Regions from separate parts of the Xenopus tropicalis genome. Here region 1 is linked to region 2. A link is a contact called in public Hi-C data. All regions are on one chromosome and are shown on one strand. The core of a region is the stretch at or near the end of the contact, and the rest is flanking DNA. Distances in the headings are between cores, read along the strand shown. Region 1 holds the start of dync1li2 (cytoplasmic dynein 1 light intermediate chain 2). Region 2 holds the start of cmtm3 (CKLF-like MARVEL transmembrane domain containing 3).

Region 1 (5,886 bases), core at 1,902-4,401, 130 kb after region 2:
CTTCTGCCCCTTGTTCTGTGTACACAGACCACAGCAGCATTTGTAAAGTATAAGCTGAGAGAGACAGGGGGCATGTCAACAGATTTGCCCCCAGGCCATCAGTGAAGACAACTGTGTATTTTGTGAACACTGCCCATCTGGTAACCCTAATATTATGGCACTGGCTCTACCGTCTCTAATTAGCTTTCATTTAGCTATCGTATGTTTTTTAATCCTACTAATGCATAGCTGTGTTGCAATAGTATCATTTCTTAACATGGCAACACAATATTCAATGTGGCTGGTCACTTCATCTGTTTTCTACTATTCCAGTTGGGATCAGTATCTTGTGTGGGGGGACATCCTGATCACTCAAAAGTAAAAACTTCATTCAGTCAATTACTACTATTGGCATGCAAGAAGCATACATTTTGTATTTTATCTTAATATGCTGTTATAATTGCTATAAAGCAAATCATAAAGCCATACGCGCGTGTGCATGTATATGTTGAAGGACGTATGTGAGTACCAGAAAAAAAAACCCTATTCAGATTAAAAGGTACATCCTTCTAATGTTGCACCTTTACATAGAATATACAGCCTGAATTGTAATTACTGTCAACCTAATATGAAAGAACGTTTTTCAACCATGATTTCAAATGTATTACAAACTAGAGATAATACACATGAAAGTGCTATGATGCCCAGAAAGCAGAAGGTATTTCTTTTGTTCCACTTTATAGGGAACCTATCACCCACGCATAAAAAAGCTGTATAATAAAAGTTCCTTGCAAAGTAAACAAAAAACCCAAATTCCCTTTTTTATTAAAACATCTATACTTGATATAAATGTTTTTATACATCTGAGCGGTCAATCATATATTGGCTGGACTGCCTCATACATAGAGGCATGCAGTCTTTCACTTTCCATTCAGTGCTTCGTAAATGTCACAGCACATCCCACCTCCTCAATGTCCCTAATTGTGTATCCTGGGCATGGGCAATATATCCCCCATTCTAGACAAACAAGATTTTGGGGTGCCTTAATAACAGTGTCTACAAAATGGTACCTGCCTATGTGCTCTAAATGTGGATTCCCAGATTGAAGGAAACAACATTTAATAAAAGTATATAGGTCACGTACAAGTTTATTTTACTCATTTAACATAATAGAAAAGGATCTGGACTAATTTCTTATGGTAATTGGTGCCTTTTAAGAGCAGAGTCACACTACTCATAATCTGACACATAACTGAACTGCGGCATAAACAGTTGCGAAATTGCAATGTTAGTAGAGGATAATTGAATTAAGACATCATAAAAATTCTTATTGAATTACTGAATCGAAAGTACATGTGGAGGCTACTATCTTATTTGCCACCACTTACATTGCTTTTATTAATTATTACACTGGTACAAGCTGGCAATTACAAATAATGCATGGGGTAAGAAAAAAAAAAAGGGAATCTGAATTCTAATAGCCTACTTTTTCCAAATACTGCAGAATTGTTCACCGTTGTATGTTAATGAGAAATCAGCATAGGTTATAATTCAAAACATTATGTCCCATGATATTAACAAGAATTAATAAAGTTTCAAACAACAGGGTGTGGTTATTCCCAAGGCAAAAACAAGAATTGTATGAGAAGACATACACTGTTCCAATGAAAAGTACTAAAGACATCCACACTGTCTACATTATGCAAACCATCACCGTTTTATTTGAAATAACACTGTAAATATTTATTTCACATGATACAAACTTCAAAGCTAGTTTTAACTATTACATTCAGCTATTTCTGTACAGCAATAATTCAATATTAAGGCAAATTGTTATACTGCAATGGCAGCTATTTTCAGGTAATGGGATAAAAAAAATATATATTAATTCTACCCCCTAATTCTTGTACCCCCTAAGATACAAATTATCCTTATTGGATGCAGAACACCTGTATTGGGTTTATTTAATTTTTAAATGATTCTTTTTAGTAGACTTAAGGTATGGAAAAACAAATTACAGAGAGATCGCTTATCCAGAAAACATTCTGGATAATGGGTTCCATACCTGTTCTACAATTTGTATTAAAATATTAACCTGCATGATTAAGCCAACAATTTACAAGCATTTTAAAACCATTTCATAAAGCAGTGGTGGCAACAGCGCAGAATGCTGGAATCTGCTGCTAGCAATAAAATGAAAAATCTAATCCTAGATGTCACTGCAAGGGATAATTTAATGGTATGAAAAAAATGACTGTGGTTCAAGCAGTAGGAATTCAAATGAGCGAGGGAGAAGATCTTTAAATTGTAGTTTTCAATTGTCAAAGTATTGCACCACTCCCAACATTCTCCATCTGCCTGTAGAAATGCTGCTGGATGTAGCTCAAAGATGCCCAGCCTGCTTTTTTCCAGCTGTTCTTGATTCACTTACTCCCAGCACACTTTACAGCTTTCCAGTGTCAGTGAATGCTGGGAGTTGTAGTCCTACAGCCAGCAAGTTGCAAGTTACACATCCCTGTTGTAGTTTCAATAACATCTGGAGAAAAGCAGCGTGTACACCCATCAATCAAAGGGACTGCCATGCCTCTCATAAATCCCTTTGGGATAGAATTGCATTAGGGAACGTAACACAATGAGGCAAGTGGCAGTGTGTGCATGCTCTTGCATTTGCCTCACTTTGTTACACTGTCCTGTCATTCTGCCTGATTCCACTGTCAGACCCATCCGCCCAGCCAAAGCAGCGCTCAACAAGAAGGGGATACATGGAGTCAATGATGAAATTTATTTACTGTGTTCTGTCACCATTCTCATGGTCCTACCCTGACAGCAACCGCACTCGCCCCCAGTTCGGCAGTACAAACTCCTGTCAGTGAGTCAGAAGCTGAGGGAAGTTTAGCTGGGGCACTGATAAGACAGACGTATGCATTGGCTCCATGACAGCATGGCAGCCTGCGTCTAGTCCTGCTTTGCTTCTCACCATAAGCTCTGCCCTTCGTCTTCTTCAGCCCCTGCTCCGGGAGCATCCCCCCGGTCAGCGCCCAGCAGCTTCCTCTCCCCCGCCATCTTGCCACTGCAGCCACCACAAAGAATGACATCAACCGGTCCTGCCTGAGGACCCCAACTACGGAGGCGGCTCTGGGTCGCCTGAAGGCATCAAATCTCTCTTCTATTCTAGTTAGTGTTAGTTGACATAGACGCTCTATATAAACTGCGTCTGCGTTTGGCTCAACACAAAATACGAGGCGTTCAAATTCTTATTTATAAGGCAACTTCGCGGCCATCTAAAGCGTCTAGGTCTTTAGTGAAAGATGAAGTAATGGGTGGAGGAGCCGCCCTGTAGCAATAGTGCCACCTGTCGTTGTGCTTACATCATACCATTATAGGAAAACACGATTATATTGAGAAGCCACATTATTGTTCTGTCAGTTTTGTGAGACAGGTCTCTCGTTTTTACCCTCTCACTTGAAAGTTTAATTCCTGGATATATACATAGTTATAGCCTTGTAGCACGATATCCAAGCAAAATATTCTCAAATGTTAAATGTCCGATATAGTACAGAATATTCTGGGAAAGGCAATCGGGTATATGCATATTGATAAAACATTCTGATAGGGAGTGTTGGCTCTGAAATAAGACTCCCTTATCTCAGCCCTAACATATCCCATATCCTTTGAAATTAGGTAGGGAAGCCCCATAATGCATGGCAATAAAGAGGTGTTGGCCCATTAAATGAATCCACAGGATTACTATGCAGGACTGGAGAAACTGGGTGTGGTGAAATTGTAACGGCATGCTGGCCAAGCATTAAAGTAGTATTGGTGGGTGGCCATGGCTAGGATTGCTACCTTTAAAAAGAAAAAAAAAACTGGTAAGGAGGGCCTTGTGAAACCAAAGAAGCAGACAGTTTAAATCTCTTAAAAAACTTTTTTATTGTGCAAGGTACTATTCTGGAGGACCCATGTCTGGCTGGGAGTTGACACAGCAAAAGTGCAAGGGTATGCCTTTTTATGTAGATATGTGCAGGTCTGGGTTGGGATTCTAAATAGGCCCTGGCATTTCAAGTACACAGAGACCCAAACAATACCCCACCAGCCCACTATATAGTGACTGTCTATGCTCTATGGCATCTTCTGCCTGTGTCTACACACAAGCCAACCCATGCGTATCAGTACAGATAAGGTACAGATAAGAAAAGGAGCGCATGTAAGTGAATCAGCTTTTTTCTGCCTGCTTTTTCAATGATGCATAGCCCATTGTGCCATAAGCCTAAGTGGTCAGGTCAGGGATGGTACAATAGTGGGTTAAAAATGTTCTATTGATGAAAGGAGACAGGCGCAACCATAGGCATAGTCAAAAATTGTCCCTTCCACATCCCTTCAGCAGTCACTTTCCACATGCACCACAATGGAGATCAATGGAGACAGCCTTTTTCAACCAGATCCATAGGACTGAAGTTTGACCAAGTGTGATCAAGCAATGGCTCCATTCAGGTTAAGGGCTGTCCAACATTGCTGAAAAATCATTTAAATGGCTGACTCTGTTAAACATTTTGTAAACAGATTTAATGAAAGTGTTTTATTGTCAAAGTAAAACCACTGTGCCTATCTTTGGGGTAGTATGTTAAAATTTTGGCAATTCTGAAACTCTTTCTAAAACCAAAGCCCCTGCAAAGAGCGCTGGATGTTATGCCATTTTTTGATGGAATAAAAGTTAACTTTGTTTTTGAAGTTTAAGCCCAGAAACTGAAAAGCTTACTCTGAATACCTTATTTTTAATGGTACTTCCTATGACTATCAATACAATTTTAAAATCCCTGACCCTGTTGCAGTCATCAGCATTAAAGCTTCAAAAGGGTTTGGCAGCAGGAATTGGTGCCTATTAGCATATAACCATAAAGTCAATCCAGTAAATACAAATTCATAACCTTTTGCCATTAGCTGACATCTATTCTATGAAAAAAATCACCATCACCGTTTCTTACGGTGCCCCACCATGTTTTCCATTCTCATGTGTCCCTTGTGCAGCTGTGGGTTGGGCACATGCATAATGTAGTACTTCTTGGGGCTGAAAATAACAAAAAGGATACCTAGCAGATGCAAATGCATAGCAGTGCTGCTCTCTGCTGGTTAAGTCTGGTTAACATATATACATAATATATATTTTTATAAATCTACTACAGAATAGTTGAATAAGAACTCTATTTTTGCCATGTCTGTATTAAAATGATGTGATAGATTAATCTGGAAGCAACATCTCCAAAACAATGACCCATGGGAGAATGAGCCAAAGCCTGTGAGACAGACTGATCAACAGATACAGGGTATGACTAGACTCATCTCATGAAAGAGACACCTGTTTCTATTCTGATACTTTATCAACAGAAGATGTAAACATTCTATATGCATTTATATGTAATATTCTTGCCATATAGCTTTGCCATTTTGACAGTTCAAAAGCACTTCTGGATGACATGGTCATGGGCATTTTGCAATGAGGCGAGAAGAAATTACACATGCTCTCAAAGAGGGTTTGTAACATTACTCCAGGTTGTTGGTCATCTAGCTCTGCAAGGATATGCTGCCTGCTGCCCAGCCCCCAGGATGTCCAGACCCTCCACAGAATTAGGAGGAATGGTATGGGTTTCTGGGCAGTGGGGTTGCAGATGCCAAAGTAAACATACTGCAACAGATACCAAGACTTTTGCATATACATAATAGTGTGTCTGTCGAACGCCTTTCAGTTTACACAACACGTCAGGGATACCCTCTCATCCCCTCTAAAATTTTCACTAATGGTACAACCCTTAACCCAATAAATTAAATCAAACACAAACATCATAGGAATTCCAACCATGACCAGAATGCAGAAAATTATTAAAGTGCAGATGATATCCTCCTAGCTCTTGC
Region 2 (5,888 bases), core at 1,950-4,449:
CTGCCTACCCTATGCTCTCTGTGTGTGCCATACACACAGGCAGCATAGTCCAGGCAGTACCTACATAGGTACCTACAGTACCTATGTCTGAGGTGTGAACAGGTGAACAATGGGGGTGATTACAGCTTGAGCCTGAGGTGTGAACACTGCAGGGGTTGAACAATGCAGGTATTAAAAGGTGTGAACAGTACAGGGGATTACATTTTTAAATAATACAGGAGGATTACAGCCTGAATCTGAGGTGAGAACCATGCAGGGGGCCAGTTAATCTCAGTACTGATATCATTTAAAGCTTACACAAAGGTAAGCCATCAAAGCAGCCAGACAGGTGGGGGGCCACACAGAGCCAGTTGGACAGCACTGTTATAGGATATAAAAAGTCATCATAGGGTCAGAACTTATACATTTAAAACAATTGCTTAAAACTTGGCAAAAAAAATAACAGGATATTTGTGTCTTAAGAACCCAGGTAGAAGACAATTTTTTGTCATCTGGCAGATAAAGATCCAGTTCTAGCATCTGTGTCATCAGAAAGACAAGGATCCAGGATAATGAACTTAGATGTCCAAAACATCCAATCAGAGATTAGTTTTGGTCAGTCAACTACCAGTTGAAAAATTGAAGCCAAAATGTCATTAATTGCCATTGGTATTGGTGAAATTTATTTAGTAAATGAGACCTTCTGTCTGATAAAACATAATTAGTTACTCTTATTGTAAATTCAGTTCCTGGAGACCACTTTTGGTAAAGGACTAAGTTTATTTGACATGAGCTCCGTGGATTCTGAGCTCACCCTGATTCTGAACTTAGAACAGAGATATCACAAGCTTTTTATTGACTGGAGGTGGAACAGATGGGCAGGACTAATGGGGTATTTGGAGAAATGATCAATGAATCTGCCCAAAACACTACTTTTTAAAGCACATTCCTTCTATATTTAGATGAGTACAGTTCATTGGCACAATATTGCTTTTAACACAATATGTCAGGGCTTTTTGACATTTATAACACTGCTTTTTGGAGATGCCTCTGGCTGATTTAATAGTAATGGCACTGCTGGCATTATGCGAGAAACTTGCCTCATGCAAAGGCATGTGCATTTAGCCAGATCTGAATCCTGTGTGGTGAAAATTTTTCAACTCCCTTGGTCATATGACAAAATGTCAAGTGATTTAAGGATTCAGATTTGGTTCAGCCTGGCACGTGAATTCGGCCAGATCCGAATCCTGCTGCAAAATGTGAATTCTGGTCAATCCCAAGCCGTATACTGGATTCAGTGCATCCCTACTTTTAGCTTTTCTACTGATAAGTAGCTTTTTATTGTTACTCTAATGCTTAGCTGGCCTCCAGTCCTGAATACTATCAAATGTTTCTGCCAGTACAATAGCTTTAGGAAGACCATTTCAATTTTTATTTAAAAATAAAAACTTTTGCACCATAAAATAAAACCTTCTTTCTTCTAATCCTAAGGCATGCCCTAATGTCTCCAGAAAAGATGTACTGGCCAGTAAGGAATTTTATCTTTCTAAAACACCTCTTTACTATAAACAATCCCAGCCTAGTAGTCTTATCTCAATAACTTGGATCTCACATAATATTTATTAACTCAGTAGCCCTTCTCTCAACACTTTTTTAAAAATACTCTGTAAGCTTTTTGGCCAGGGCCTTCTTTATGTTATGGGTGTTTTTTTATATTATTTTTGTATAAAGTCTGTTTAATCTATACACCCATTTATTGTACAGCACTGCGGAGTACGTTGGCACTTTATAAATACATGTAAATAATAATAAAAATCAGTAGAAAAGAAGGAAAATACATCACAGGTATTTGTCATTTTAACAATGTAACTTTTGAGCACTGACCAAAACCTGCACTGCATATTCTACCGTGTTTCCCCGAAAATAAGACACTGTCTTATATTTTTTTAAGCTCCAAAATATGCACTAGGTCTTATTTTTAGAGGATGTCTTATTTTTCCATGAAGAAGAATACAGTACACATTTATTCCATCGTTTGGGTGGGTGTCTTATTTTCGGGGGGTGCCTTATTTTCCGAGGGGGTGAAAAATCGGGGGGTGCCTTACTTTCGGAGGATGTCCTATTTTCGGGAAAACAGGGTAGATGGGGCCTTACTAGTACTTTGGAAAGGAGAATAATTACCTTCTCCTCCTATGTAGCTATATCCATTTTATTGTGATACAAAACAAATACTTGCACCAGGTACAGTATCCAAATGACTAGGCCATGGGACTAATGGACTGTTACCATAGCAGGGGGATTCCTATTTATTGTCAGCATCAAATTTGCCCACAAGGGTTCTAGAAGGACTACTGCTGGACTCAGAGACCATGTATACCTTCATATAACATTGTGTTTTTGTAGCATGGCCATTCAACTTAACTTTATGTGTCTTTATTTAAAGAAATTTAGAATTTAAATGAAATGAAGAGAAAGACTGAATGGGACAGTGATAATGAATTTTTTTATCTGTTATCTGCTATGTGCCTGTGCCTTTACTCCTTTGAATGGCTGCCTCCATGGCTACATAGCAGCTTATTTATATAAATTATAGTAGAATTTCTGAAGTAAACACACAACTTTTACCAGTGCAGGGCAGCAGCACATTATATTTTAGTTACTTTTATATACTTTCATTTTTTGGTGTTACTGATCCTTTAAATCTCAGCTGCAGGCGACTAATCTCTCTGAAATGCCTTCCCACCAGCAATAAAGTGAATCGCTGATGAAAAGGGATATGTGGCCCTTTGTTTTCTGAAGTAGCCCAAAGTTTCCTGCCCAGTCTGTCATTCAAACCAGTATCTTGACTATAGCAACTGGATAGCTGGTGAAATTATAAACAGCAGAACAGATAACCAAAAGATTTAAAATTTCAAAAAACAGAAAACATTAAAAATGAAATTGTTTCAGAACATCAGTGTATACATTATCCTAAAGGTTAATTTAAGAATGGTCTTCCCCTTTACAACAAAGAGCAAGAAAGCGACTGCATTTATTTAGCTGCAACAGAAGCCAGTGAACAGTCAGTGACCCCCAGCTGCCTAAAGTTGGGCAGGAAGTGGCGGCCCTGGCACTGCAGGGGTTAAGCCACCGCTGATCGCATAGACGCTCACAACTTTTTAGTTTATACACATTTCCGCATTGTCACCATTTCCTTTCTTCTCCCACCGACCGCTAAAGTATCATCTCCCTTTCTGCACCCCCAACCATGGATGACCCCGATCAACCGACCGACAGCCGCCCTGCTGCGCCCGCCCTGAGCGCCCTGATCCCGGGGAGGGAGTTCCTGAGCTCCCGCAAGGGGCAGCTGTTGCTGGCTGAATGGGTGAGTCACACATACTCCGTCGTTCCGTCCCCTGCATGCAGCTGGTAGCGACAGGCGCAGGGATGTGCGATTTTAACAACAGTGCACAATGGGATGTGTAGTTCAGCAGGATGGATATCGCAATCTGTATCTCCGAATCCGCCATCCTCCCTATATTGTCTTCCCTCCTTTTCACCCAGCAGATGTCGGTTATGTGGCTTCTTTTTCTTGGCCACAATATCCTCTTCACCAAAGCCCGTGATAGTGACTAATGCAATCCTTATGTGCAGGGAAAGTGGAGGGGGTTGCCTGCTGCCGGAGAGGGCTCCGGGTCTTTTCTTTATGGAAAAGAATTTCCTGCTCCAGCATGTGGATTTTAGATGGAGCCTAGTTTGTGCATGATTACACCATTAAGGTATGGGGACCATAGGGGCACAGTACTGGGGAGTGTGAAATATGTCTATTTAGAAGCCCATATCTTGGGAGCACAGTCAAAAAGATCTCCACCCAAGATGACTAATCAAAGCCAACTTTCCAAAATTGAAAAAATTCAGTGGTTTTAATGGACTGGGATGCTAAAATCTGCAAGTTGCTACAGTAGTGAATTTTAACAAAAAAGTAAGCTTTTCACTCTACTGCGCATACGCCGGCCCAGGGATTTTGCCGGCAGAGCGAACAAAGAAGAAGGAAACGTTCACTACAGGTACCCCGGGCTGGTGCAGTTTTCTCCGAACAGGGGTACAAGGTACCACATCAATGAGCTGATGCAGTCCCCAATCCGACAGGAAAATCAACCCTTCCCCGATCCATACCTGGACAATTTCTGGACAGATATTGATCGGAGAGAGATGTCGGGGGCCCCATACACAGGCAGATAAACTGCCGGATTGAATCGGCAGCTTAAAGGGGTTGTTCACCTTTGAGTTAAACTTTATTATGATGTAGAGAATAATATTCTAAGGCAATTTGCAATTGGTCTTATTTTATATTTTATTTATAGTTTTTTAATAATTTCACTTTTTGTTCAGCAGCTCTCCAGTTTGGTATTTCAGCAGATAATTGTATACCTTATCAGGCATGCAGTGGTTTGAATGAGAGACTGATATATGGATAGGGGGGGTCATGAATAGGAATATAACTAATAAAAAGTAACAATAATGAAAAAATTGTAGCCTCACAGAGCAATAGTTTTTTGGCTGCCGGGGTCAGTGACCCCCATTTGAAAGAAGAAGAAGGCAAATCACTTCGCTCACGTGCGCATGCGCAGTAGAGTGAAAAGCCGAACTTTAACAGAGAAGTCGCCTTTTCACTCTACTGCGCATGCGCCGGCCACTGGAATTTGCCTGAAAATGGAGCAGGAAGAAGGAAGCGCTCGCTACAAGTACCCCGGGCTGGTGCTGTTTTCTCCTAACAGGGGCACCAGCCCGGGGTACAAGGTAGGTGATTAAAGTCACTTGGGGGTGCCTAACATTTTGGCACCCCCAAGTGACTTTGCCTTTCCTTCTCCTTTAAAGGCGAACCACCGTGTATGGCCACTTTTATCCCCTCTATTCTCTGGGTCTGACTCTTTAAACAATGTAGCACTTGTTTGGAGTCAGAGCCAGCAGAGGATAAAAATAGGTAGATACTGCTATTTACAGACATTACAAACATTAAAAATGTTTTTTTGCTACATTTTCTTTCAATATGCAAAAAACATTTTGTGATGTGACTATCCCCATTAACAGTAACTATCGATTAAAAGATGGTAAAAGGTGCACCAACCTATATAGTGGTATAACTAGAATCTACTGGTGAATACAACATTTTTCCATATAGTGTATATTATATACTGTATATTTTATATATATATTTTATTTTATTTTTTTCTTTCTTTAACTGTCAGTGCCCTACTGGTTCCCTTATTTCGCCTGCAGTGACAGGGTCTTTTGCCTTTAAAACGATTTCCTTGCACCTATTTCGCTTTAGGAGTAGCACATCTTGTAAATTTTCATGAACAATTTAAAGGAAAAGTAACACTAAAATTTTTTAAGTAAAAAATCTATTCTACCCTGCCCCAATAATTGTCCTATCCTGCAAACCATTTAGTATTTTAAATGCTTTATTAAAAAATACCTGCTAAAACTTTAAATTTTAAATAAGGCGATACAGCGAAGGAAGGAGCAGCATCCACTATGCGACGATCGATTGATCGCACCTAGCCTTCCTTCTGTATAGGAAGGAGTCAGGCTAGGCTCAATCAAACTTATTTCGTTTTCTAATAAAGAATTCAAAATACTAAGTGGTTTGCAGGATAGGGCAATTATTGGTGCAGGGTAGGATAGATTTTTTACTTAAAAATTTTTAGTGGTACTTTTCCTTTAAAAGGAATTATTTAATCCCTTCTTGATTGCTTCAAAATATGACAGGGGCTTAGATTGTTTAGGATCCAGTAAGGATTAATTATATCTTAGTTGGGATCAAGTGCAAGCTACTGTTTTATTATTATAGAGAAAAATGAAATCATTTTTAAAAATGTGAATTATTTGATTACAATGGAGTCTATGGGAGATGGCCTTTCTGTAAT

What was found. A called contact is a pair of places that touch in the nucleus more often than the background predicts.
Region 1: a Hi-C map of neurula embryo shows a contact between it and region 2, with 2.5 times the contacts expected there. The contact joins the promoter of dync1li2 here to the promoter of cmtm3 in region 2. A contact is called at or near these places in 2 of 5 Hi-C or Micro-C datasets (gastrula embryo and neurula embryo).

What each region holds. Positions count from the first base shown.
Region 1 is chr4:58,039,661-58,045,546 of UCB_Xtro_10.0, forward strand. dync1li2 (cytoplasmic dynein 1 light intermediate chain 2) reads right to left here and starts at 3,152. Exons shown (of 13, transcript XM_004913576.4): 1 at 2,957-3,152. The coding sequence starts at 3,042.
Region 2 is chr4:57,911,552-57,917,439 of UCB_Xtro_10.0, forward strand. cmtm3 (CKLF-like MARVEL transmembrane domain containing 3) reads left to right here and starts at 3,200. Exons shown (of 5, transcript NM_001112977.1): 1 at 3,200-3,343. The coding sequence starts at 3,227.